Regions from separate parts of the Sus scrofa genome. Here regions 1 and 2 are each linked to region 3. A link is a contact called in public Hi-C and HiChIP or PLAC-seq data. All regions are on one chromosome and are shown on one strand. Each heading gives the region's core, a stretch centred on a gene start, on an enhancer-like site or on the middle of the called end of the contact. The rest is flanking DNA. Distances are from core to core; before and after follow the strand shown. Region 1 overlaps ME3 (malic enzyme 3). Region 2 overlaps ME3 (malic enzyme 3). Region 3 overlaps ME3 (malic enzyme 3).

Region 1 (3,702 bases), core at 722-3,221, 85 kb before region 3:
ATAGCTAACGTCTCCTTGGTGAGTCCTCACTAAGCATCAGACACCCCACTGCCTGCAACACCCATTATAAAGTGGGTGCTGTTATCAGCCCCATTTTACAGTGGAGGATTCTGAAACTTGACAAGGTAGGGAATGTACCCAGGCGTGCATCTAGTAAGGGGCAGTAGTGGGATTCAAACTTGGATGGTCTGATCCCATTACCTCTAATTATTGTCCTATGCTACTGTGTTTTTCAAAGCTTTAAACCACAACCTGCAATTAAAAATACACCTTACATCACAAGCCAGTACCCAGATACACAATATACAAGCATGTACAAGAACACACACATACACTCAGTTAAGCAAAATTTGGCGAAATAGTACATGTCGGTGCTAAATCTGATGTTTTCTCCTCAATTCTATATCATTTAAAAAATATTAGCAGCTCCCTATTCAATTGATTTTTCGCAGCAGGTGTTTGATTGAGTTTGACAAGCACAATTGTATTTTATCCCCCCTTCTAGTCCCAGCCCTTGTCATTCCCCCACCTTTGGGGAAAGAACACCAAATGTTGCTGAATGCTTTGCCCTTTTCCCTTCAGAAAAGGTATTAAAGCTAGTAGGCTGGGATCTAGTAGGATATGCACCTGCCAGGAAACTCACTTAAGTGTACTGATCAACCTGTCTTTATTGTGGCTGACAAAGATTATTGCTAAATGTTCGAAGTCTCTGCAAAAGATGCAAAGCAGTGTAGGCAAAATAGTGACTACCAATGTGGGCTTTACTGGCACACAGAACTGGGTTCCTAGTCCAGCTCCATAACTTATTAACCGCATAATCTTGGGCAGATATGTTACTTCATATGGATGTTATAAAGGACAGAATCAAATAATGCTTTGGTTCACTCATTATTGACCACAGCCTGTCCTTTAGTAGGCATTATATAATACTACTAAAATCTTTATTAAGTTAATAGAAGTTATAAACTATAGACTAACCCCCAAACTGAATATTCATCTGTAAAAGCAAATTAAATTTCCAGACTATTCGACAGTGACCCAGACAGTCATTCAGTGGTGTATTTAGTCCATCAGCATTAATTTAGAATAAGCGCCTCATTGCTCCTTTAAAGGGGACTTCAAACATTGACGTTACTTATCACAGGATATAGGTTTTAGAAGAGCCTGGTCGCTAAATGACACTAAATATAGCCCTGTGCTTAGGGCTGTTTATTTTGAGACATTTGGAGGAGAGGTCACCCTGCAGTTCTCTTTGAATGTCAACGTAGCTTCCTTCAGAGGAGACAGTGTCACTTGAGAACAGCCAAGCCTCACTTGCAGGAATTCCAGTGACCTTTTCAGAAATCACCAATGGAAAAGAGCAATTTGATTAACTGCCTGTATCCCTAAACACATAGGTCCCAGGGCTAATTATGTTTATGAAATGAGAACATTTTTAAGAAACTCTCAAATTCATTAAGTGGCTTAGATTCTATCTCAGGAGGGAATAAAGAAACAATTTAATGTGGATTATGTAAACTAAGCACTGGTTAGGAAAAAAGAACTCACGTGGTCCGACGTTCTACATTTTTCTTTCCTGTTCTTTTAGTATAAATCTAATTTTAACATGGAACTACGCTTTTAAAAATATGCCCAGTTCTTCAGCTTTTAACTTTCAGTCCAGTTCCCTTTGATTTTCTGTTATTATTATTATTATTATTGGCTGAGCCTGAGGCATATGGAGGTTCCCAGGCCAGGGATCAAACCCGCGCCACAGCAGCGACCCAAGCCACTGCAGTGACAATGCAGGATCCTTAACCCATTGAACTACAAGAGAACTCCCCTCATTAATGTTAGATTTTCTTTACATCCCTATGACCAATGAAAATTTATTTATTTAAATTCCAAGTAAACGGTGTTGCAACTGCGAGTTCCAAGGAAGAGGAGTAGGATGGGTTGGGGCCAGAGGTTAGAGAGGAAGACTAAACAGGCTGAGATATTTTAAGGATGCGCTTGGCTGCTGGGCCTCTCAGAGGCACAAGGTTCATAAATCCTGTTCCCTCCACCTTCAGCATCTGGTGAGCACCCGGTTGGAGCTGAGTTTATTGAGGCCTCAGTTGTGCTGGCGGCTCACTGGATACACCACCACACAGGAGGCTTCCATTAGTTCTCACTGCAGTCTTTTTAAATGGGTATTATTGTCTTCATTCTGCAGATGAGCAAAGTGAGAATCAGATACTTAAGAATGCTGTCCGGGGAGTTCCCCTTGTGGCTCAGTAGGTTAAGGACCCAATGCTGCCTCTGTGAGGCTGCAGATTTAATCCCTGGCATGGCCCGGTGGGTTATGAATCTGGCATTGCCACAAGCTGCAGTGTAGGTTGCAGATGTGGCTCAAATCTGGTGTTGCTGTGGCTGTGGCATAGGCTACAGCTGCATCTCCAATTCGATCCCTGGCTCAGGAACTTCCATATGCTACAGGTACAGCAGAAAGAAAAAAAAAAAAAAAAGACTGTTGTCCAGGATCACACAGCTGGTGAAAGAAGAGTCACAGATCTCCTTCCTCCGTGGCCAGTCCCGAGTAACCTGCACCACACACCTGAACTCCAGCAAAAAGACCACTGGCACTGTTTTGCTGAGCACCATAGCCTAGCAGGCACTGAATTAGCCCGCCTACTTCCAAATTAATTCAAAAACATAGACGAGTGTAAAGGACGCTGGTTTGAATGAAAAGATGACTACACTGACACTCGGCGGAGGTAGGGGCCGTGTGTATTTGGTCTCTCGTTCAATGTCTGGTGCCTGCTATGTGGCTGGTCCTCAAAACATACCTGTTAAATGAATGATTATGTCATGAATTAATGAACCAACAATTTGGAATGGAATTCGGGGTTCAAGTCCCATCTCTGCTCCTTGCTAGGGCCTTGCTTTTAGGCCAGTTATTAACCTCTCTTAGCTTTCGTGTTAACTCTATAAAATGAGCATAGCACTTCCATAGCCTCTCTCACAGGACAATGGTTCCCAAACTTTGCTGCACCTTGGCGTCACCTGTGGACCTTTAAACACTCCTCATGCAGACTCCCACCCCCAGAATTCTGACTTAATGGGCGCGGGGTTTAATCCGGGTGTTTGACCACCCCCATGTGCTTCTAATGGGTAGCAAAGCTTGAGAACCACTGTCATCGTGATTTTCTTTTTGGTTTCTGAGATTGTCTGATATCGCAAAGGAAATACACCTGCCTTGTGAAACCTAAAGAGGTCATGGAATGTAAACTGTTGTTAGAAAGTCAGTCCAAAATGACTGTGGACCTAGAACTCCTGCCTCCTGGTGTCACGACAGAGAAGGAGACTGGTTGCCCTGATCTCTTGTATACATGTCAGTCATCTGTCCCCAGAGCAGAATGACCTCCTTCCTGGTTCCCCTGACTGAGGGGCAGAGCTGAGGTCAAGGCCCAGGATGGGGAGGATTTGGCTAACATCAGGGCTGGAGCAGGTTAACTGCTGGGCAGTTGCCCTGTAAGATGAACTTGTCCTTGGTCGGTCTTGCATCCAGCTCGATGGTCTGCTGGACAATTGCCCTGCAAGATGAACTTGTCCTTGGTCGGTCTTGCATCCAGCTCGGGCACCCCCGCCCACTGGTCAGCACGCACCAGGCGTGGGTGTACAATGGTACAATGCTTCTTCAGTGTCTGTTTGTTTTATTCCTCCTGGTTGCAGTTCACTTTC
Region 2 (3,701 bases), core at 763-3,262, 110 kb before region 3:
TACAGCTCCAATTTGACCCCTAGCCTGGGAACCTCTACATGCCATGGGTGTGGCCCTAATAAGACCAAAAAGAAAAAAAAGAACAGTGCATGTCTCATAGTAGGTACTCAATGAATGGTATTTAATACAATGATTTCTGATTGAACAGTTAATTTTTTTTCACTAGGAATTTGAAAATCCTCTACTAGATGATTTCTCAGGTAACTTCCAGCTCTAAATGCCATGATCCCAGTTATCCAGAGGCTACAGCTTCTCAAATTGTGACTCTGAAAAATACGCAGGGTCTAAATGTGGCGAGAGGTTCATGAACATCTTTTCATGTGGAAGAATGTGTATAAATTCCTGCTTTGATTTCTAAAAGTCAGAAAATCATGTCCCCAAAGGACCTCCAGCTAAAGGCCATAGCTCTTGGTTTTTCATGCTGGATCGTATTAAAAAAGGAATTTGGTTCTGCCAGAGTGGATGAGTTCTTACAGCCAAAACCCCTAAAAGTTCTCTTATAGCTACATATGACATGATTTAGCATTTTAGATTTTTTGTAAAGAAGTAGTTCATTAATTTATTTGAAGTGGTAAGAGCTGCAAAACTGGGCATGCCAAACCCTCAATATTTAATATATTAGGAATCATGCCAGTATAAGAGAAGAAGCTTGGCCTGTTCATAGGTTAGTGGATACAGAGAAGCTATTGAAAAGCTTAATGTCCAGAACACTTAATTCAGGGAGGTGTTTGGCAAGTGAAGTGAATATGTGTAATTTGAGGTCTTAGCTTTGGGACTACCAAAAAACATCCCTAGGCACCTGATTGGTGATCATTGCCAAGAAGCCGCAAGAACGGAGGACTGAAGTCCAAGGTGAAAGCCTCACCCTGGGATTTGGGAGACCCAGATCCCCCAAGGAAGGCTGTTATAACTTTGGGGGGGCCTTGGGGTCTGACCTGACCCACTGAGGGCCCAGCCATAAAGTGGAAGGTCCCCAGTCTGCTCATATGGAACAAAGCAGCAGGAATGTAATCCAGCCTATGAGTTTTGGATTTAATTTAATCTCGAATCAAGTCAATTCAAGAGAGGGTGTTTTACCCAGTTGAGATAAGTTTATAACTTCCACATGAGCAGTGGAAACACATTTGCAAAGCATTTTGCAGCATGCAGTTACTGTAAGAGTCTTTGGAGCCAGGCAGACCTGGATTTGAATCCCAGATCCACAATTTATGAATTTAAGACTGGGGGCAGATTACTTAAGCTTTCTGTTCCCCAGCTCCTTAGAGCTGCTGGGAAGCTAACTTGAGATTCTGTTTCCAAATGCTAGGCACAGGGCTGGGCACCTAGGGAACATGAATAAAAGGTAGCCATTGGTGCATTGTTGTTGCACCTCACAGCAACCCTTTAGGTGGTTGTTGCTGTGGCATCTGTTTTACAGATGAGGACCGTGGGGCTTAGAGAAGCTGAGTACCTGTCCAAAATCAAACATGTAGACACAGAGGAAATGCCAGCACCCAAGGCTTAACTTCTAGGTCTCCCCAATCCGGGACAAAGTGCCTCCTTCCTTTGAATGCAGCACCAACTAGATACTCATTTCTATCAGTCAAACGACGTGTGTCTTTTTACTTCTCTTTGAGTGTGCCCTTGGGAAACCAGCCTTGGCCTGTAGAGGCTCTGGCATAGCGGTCTGAGGCTCTAGCTCATGCCATCCCAGATTTCCTGATCCAGACCACAAGCAGTTAAAGAGCCAGTGAGAACAGGTCTGTGGAGCAGCCGGTCCCCACAGGTTCAGGTAGTAGAGTGAGGAAGAGGCTGAGCCCTAAGTTCAGGACAATGTCTGACAAATCTGCTTGGCACAGCTATGGAGTGTGGGCTTGTCCAGACTCAGTGCCCCAGCTGCCTGAAAACTGGACCATCTGAGGGCTTCCCGTGTGCCCTGGGCTTTCTGGCCAACAGTTGATTCGGTTATGTTCAGTGAAACACTGTTCCCTTTTGGTCACTGGGTTTTGAGTTGCAGCGAGTTCCCTTATTCCTCCCCAGACTCCAAAGCCAACACTGTCAGTCATGATTCCAGCTTGTGAACAGACTTCCACATCCAGCCTGCCTTTGAGCAGCAGGCAAGCACCCCCCCTCCCATGCAGTCTGAGAATAAGCCACAGGATGCCAGCAGATCCAGGCATTCCCAGCCACCCGGGGCACCCCTGGCACAGAAGCCTGGGCCTCCCAGTTCCCCAGTTCTGCAGCCACAGAGAAAAGGCCAAGTAGATTTTGGAGCCACCAAGCCCAGAGTCTTGAGTCCCCCAGGCTGGGCCTCCCGGGGGCCTTGGAATGGAAAGTGGAATGTCTTTCTAGCAATCTCAGTTGTCCTGCCCACCTTTGTGCCCAGCGTCCCTCACTGGGTGACTCTCTGATTTCCACATTTGCTAGTTTTACTCATAATCTTTAGGTCTCATTTAAATGTCCCTTTCTCCTCGCAGTAACAGGAATCATGTTTCTTTGAGCCCTTGAGGGGTTTAGTTTCTTGTTGATCACTTTCTTTATTATGAAATATTTCAGACAGAAATTATATAAAGACTTTCTATGGAACAATCATTCAGCTTGAGAAATGGAACAAATCCATTTGATGCTTGCTCCCTTCCCCTTGGTGACTTTGCAGTCCCCTCCCTTTTGCCGCCCCTAATATAATCACAATCATAATTTGGGGATTCCCATGCGTGTTTTAACACTTTTATTACATATGGATATACTTTTTTGAAAGTGTATACTTTATGTTTTATTTATTCATTTTTTCATTCATTATGTTTTTCTTTTTCTAATTTCTATTCTTAAATTATAGTCTTTTTGCGTACATGGAAATCTTTGTTAGTTTCATTTTTTTTTTTTTTTTTTTTTTTTTTTTTTTTTTTTTTTTTTTTTTTTTTTTATTTATTTTTTTTTTTCTATTTCTTGCTATATAGTTCTTTGTCGGCTGTACATGGAACAACCATCCAGCTCTGTACGTCAGCCACGTTACAGGCAAATGGTAGATAGCATTCAGCTTCCTTATTTCTAAGGTAGGTTTGGTGGATGTATTTGCCCTCAGAGGGTTGTTGTGAGGACTCAATGAGTTAATACATACCAAGTGCTAAAGTAGGACCTGGCACTTCGTAAGTGTTAAATAAATGTTAGCTACTATGATTATTTCTTCACTTACTGTGTTTCATGAGTTATCCATATAACCCACTTAGTTTTACACCATTCATTTCAGTTACTATCTATAATATTCCATTGTATTCGTAAGCTGAGATGTACTTCTCCATGCCTCTGCTGATGAAAGTTTAGTTATTCCCAATTTTTACTGTTGTAAACAATTTTGCAGTCACCATGCTGGCGTGTCTCCTTGTACATGGGCAAGTTTTCTTTTCTGGCTTCATATAAGTGAAGAATGTGGAATTGCTGGTTTATATCTTTTATGTATGTTTAACGCACTTCTGGCTAGTGTTTTGTGTGTGTGTGTGTGTGTGTGTGTGTATGCACAAATCTTACCATTTCTAGCAGATTGTAAACTCTTAGAAGACAGGCAATGGCATTCAGTTATTCATTGATTTAACAAATGAGTACTCAGCACCCATTCTAGGCAGCATACAGGTCTAGGTGACAGGATGTAGAGCTTAAATGACATGAACTGTCTCCCAGGGCTCTCTGTGCTCTGGAAGACTCAGGACACATGGAATCAGATTAGT
Region 3 (3,689 bases), core at 860-3,359:
AATCTCACAATCTTAGAATACCCGAGCAAGAAACAACCTGTTCCTTTGACCCAACTCCATCCCTTTACAGGTGGGGAAACTGAGGCCTGGAGAGAAAATTATTTCCCTGCAGTCAGTGGTAACTCAGTGGGAAGTTAAGGGAAACTTACCCAGTTGTTTGCTGTCATTCACATAATTTGTGAACTCTCTTCCAAGTTTCCACCCAGCCTGTATTCATCCTGTGCTTTCTCTGTGCTCCAGAGTGCAGCCAATACAAAGAAAAAAACCTGTCCTAAAGTTCAGTTTTCCCTTGAGATTGTAATATGGACAAATATAAAATAATGAGAAAACAGTTTAAAGCAGCATTCCAATTATTCATGTATTTATCAGATATCCACCCATAAATTCATTCATTCATTGACAGATATTTATTGAACATAGCAATAAGTCAGAAATAAGCTCTCAAGAAGCTCAGAGTAGACTGGGAAAAATAGAAATAAGCCTAAATAATTACAGCTGAGCTTCTGTAGATGTACCATCTGCCTAGTTAATGGCCCCACCTGCAGGGGTCAGAGGCCTAGGGCATGTAGGCCTTTGACCACCACCGGATTTGCAAGTTATGGCTTGGAGTTCCCACTGTGGCTCAGTGGGTTTAGGACTCAGTGCTGTCTCTGTGAGGATATGGGTTTGATCCCTGGCCTCACTCTGTGGGTTAAAGGTCTGGCATTGCTGCAAGCTGCAGCATAGGTCACAGATGTTGCTTGGATATGTCACTGCTATTGCTATTGCTATGGCTGTGGCGTAGGCCCCAGGTGCAGCTCCGATTTGGCCCAGGGACTTCCCTATGCTGCAGTTGCAGCCATGTTAAAAGAAAAGAAAAGTCATGGCCTTCTTCCCAGGAAAGAGCCAGCAACTCACCTTTACAAAGAACCTGCTCTGTGCTGGGTGCTCTATCACAACAACCCTTAGGAGTAAAGAAACTGAGGCTCAGAAACGTTAAGTAACTTGTCCAAAATCACCCAGCTAAAAATGGAAGTCTGGACTTGCCCCAAACCTGTCTGACTTCAAAATCGGAGGTGGTTTACTCCAGCCTCTGCTGCCTGCTCTCCCAGGCTGGCCCTCCTCCTTTGTCTTAACTTGCATCCTCATCCTTGGGATAAAGGAAAGGGCCTGAGCTATTGTGATACAAAGATACTTAGCTGCAGTGCCTCTAGAAGAGGAACCTGGGGCTCCTAGGGGACAAGGATGTCACATGGGCTGTGTGACTGGCCACCCCCGTGGAGGGGCTCTGCTCTAGCAGGCACACTTTCATGCTTGCGTTTGTTCACCTAGGCTGGCTGAGCCGGGCAAGCGCAGGGCCCTGGGCATACGGCAGCAGGTTTGTTTGTTCTTCCAACTTGGGTGTCTGAAGTGGATTTGTCCAGAGCAGGGGCTAGGAAAGGGGCTTGGTTAAAGCTCCTTCCTCAGCTGTCCGTGTCCCACGTGCTAAGTCAGACATCTCCCCTGCCCTCGAGGACCCTGCCTCCTCTCGGCTTTGATCTTGTCTCTCCGCTGATGTAGCTTCATCTTTTCTTTTTTCGCTCCCTGACTTGGCCTCACTTGGGTCCCAAAGCCCGCAAGCAAGGACTAGGTTTTCCAGCCTTATTGTCTTCCAGCCAGACTGTTGTCATTCAAGGGAGAATTCAGTGAGTTCCCCAGGAGAGGGGCAGTTTGGACGCTGAGGAAGTCCAAGAGATGACTGTATGGCAAACACTCCGATACAAATGCTACGGTAGTTCACCTGAATGCAGAGGTCAGAACGGGCCAGACTAATCACAGGATCTTCATGGCGACATCAGTGACTCTGTGACAACTAAATCTGTGGGCAGATCAGAGCTGGCCTTAATCCTGTGCCCCAAGTCAGCCAAAGAAAGGGCTGGTGGCTGGGGAAAGTGCACCAGCTTGAAGAACCGAAGGTTGGGGAGTGAGCTGCTGTGTCCTGGAGGAAAATATCAGTACTGGCTTCTGACCTTGGAGAGGTCCAGAGGTCAACAGATCAGCCACCATCCTTGTCCCCGCTCTGGGATTTCTGGCGCCATTTGCGTGTTTTCCCAGGAACTCAGACAAACAGGGAAATTGAGAAGGAAATCCAAACTGTTCCTGAAGTGTTTTCTGTCTGGCCTGGGCTTGCCATCAGAGCGGTGGCTGAGGAACAGCTGCATTATTCTGGTACTTTTGCTTAGAAATTGCTGCTTCCTGTGACTGTCTTATTACCCAATGGGAGTTTTCCCCCCCATCAGGCCAGAATGGCAGTGCCAGGAGCCCGCCAGTCTGGCTGCAGGGCCCGGGAAACACCAGGGGAATCTCCCGGTGTGGGACCTGGGAGGGGAAGGGCCTCGGAGGTCCGCTCCCCACCCCACCGCGGCTGGACTCCCTTCCACAACCTCAGTGCCAAGTGGGACCATGGAATCACATCCAGGGACAGCCTCTTAGCAGCCAGTCTTTGCATCTCTGCCTTATAGGGCACTGGAATCTCTCTGTCCTTCTGACTTCCACCTGTTGGCTCTGCTTTTTTCCCTCAAGGCCTCATTAAGTAAGTCTTCCTAATTCCAGGTCCACAGAAGGGGCCTTCATGTCTTTGAAGGACCTCATTCCTTATGCCCCGTTCCATTGGGATCTCTCTCTCCTCAGGGGCCACATTCCCGCTTTCTCCAGTCAACGGTTTCCAGTTTCCTCGCCGACTGCGTACTTTCCCTGTCGTCCTAGTGACAGCCCCCACTTCCGGTCCCTGCCCCTGAGTAACCAACTGCTCCCTCTCCCATCTCTGGTGGCCCTGTGGTGCCAGGGCTTCATGTCCGTCCCTCCACCAGGCTGTGATGTCCCAGAAGGAAGAACCACGTCATCTCACACTGTAACTGGACTCTGGCTCCTGCCTCCTTCTGACTCCCCAGAACCTCCATCCCCTGTCGTGACGCCTCTCATCTCCCTCCATACTGGCTCCTCTGTTCCACGTGCATATTTGCACCAAAAATGAATCCATCCACCAATGGCTATCACCCTACGTCATAGCCAAGCCTCTTCTTTAAACCCCTGCCGAATGGTTCCCTCCCCACCACACCACCGGAAGTGCTCTGGAAGTTCCTGAAGGCTCTTCCGGGCGCCGGCCCCCCAGCACTTCCGGGTCCCAGGTTTCGTTAACCTTGCCCCGCATCTGACACTGACCACAGCCCATCGTACAGCTCCTGTGGCAGCCACTCTGCTGGTCAGTCTTCCACCTGGCCCGTCCCCCTGCTCATTTCCTTGGCTGGATTCTCTTCTTTCTCCCCTCTCTGGCCCCTGGACGCAGGTGGGCCCCCTAGGTTCTGTCCTTGGCCTTGTTCCCTGCTCAGTGCACATCCTCTGCCCCAAACCCATACGCAACCCCATGACCTGAACGCCCTCTTCCTCTCTGCTGAGCTGCATGTCTCCTCTACTCTTCATGAGCGTGCCCAGCAGGAATGTTAATAAATAATTGTGATATAATATGACATATCCTAGCAGAGATATGCCCAGAATAGCAAGGCAGCCTAGAGAAGAGAAGAATTACTGCTACCCTGAAGGTAGGAACATCGATGAGTCAAGGAAGCCTTCCTGGAAGAGAGGACATTTGAGCAGGGCCTTACCGTTTAAGTAGGAGTTGGCCAGGGTGAAAAGGAGGCCTTCTAGTGAAGATGGGGAGTTGTGTAAGGACC

Evidence for each region. Hi-C and Micro-C count contacts between places; a contact is called where the count stands out from the background. HiChIP or PLAC-seq counts read pairs in DNA pulled down with a chosen protein or histone mark.
Region 1: a contact with region 3 is called in an H3K27ac HiChIP or PLAC-seq map of skeletal muscle. The contact joins two enhancer-like sites. A contact is called at or near these places in 8 of 47 Hi-C or Micro-C datasets (embryonic fibroblasts, epiblast stem cells, fetal heart ventricle and 4 more) and 1 of 2 datasets of contacts at active chromatin or transcription factors (skeletal muscle).
Region 2: a Hi-C map of skeletal muscle shows a contact between it and region 3, with 6 times the contacts expected there. The contact joins two enhancer-like sites. A contact is called at or near these places in 20 of 47 Hi-C or Micro-C datasets (brain, embryonic fibroblasts, epiblast stem cells and 12 more) and 1 of 2 datasets of contacts at active chromatin or transcription factors (skeletal muscle).

Annotation. Positions count from the first base shown.
Region 1 is chr9:20,409,975-20,413,676 of Sscrofa11.1, reverse strand. All of the region lies in intron 2 of ME3 (malic enzyme 3), which reads left to right. Among named protein-coding and RNA genes, the nearest start is that of ME3, 77 kb to the left of the region's middle. Within about 2 kb of position 1,971, at least 3 of the 83 cell types and tissues checked have an H3K27ac peak or open chromatin away from gene starts, as enhancers often do. A contact at or near this core is called in skeletal muscle, where this site is marked.
Region 2 is chr9:20,433,177-20,436,877 of Sscrofa11.1, reverse strand. The region is part of intron 2 of ME3 (malic enzyme 3); the gene reads left to right. Among named protein-coding and RNA genes, the nearest start is that of ME3, 54 kb to the left of the region's middle. Within about 2 kb of position 2,012, at least 4 of the 83 cell types and tissues checked have an H3K27ac peak or open chromatin away from gene starts, as enhancers often do. A contact at or near this core is called in skeletal muscle, where this site is marked.
Region 3 is chr9:20,325,326-20,329,014 of Sscrofa11.1, reverse strand. The region is part of intron 7 of ME3 (malic enzyme 3); the gene reads left to right. Among named protein-coding and RNA genes, the nearest start is that of CCDC81, 100 kb to the right of the region's middle. Within about 2 kb of position 2,109, at least 9 of the 83 cell types and tissues checked have an H3K27ac peak or open chromatin away from gene starts, as enhancers often do. A contact at or near this core is called in skeletal muscle, where this site is marked.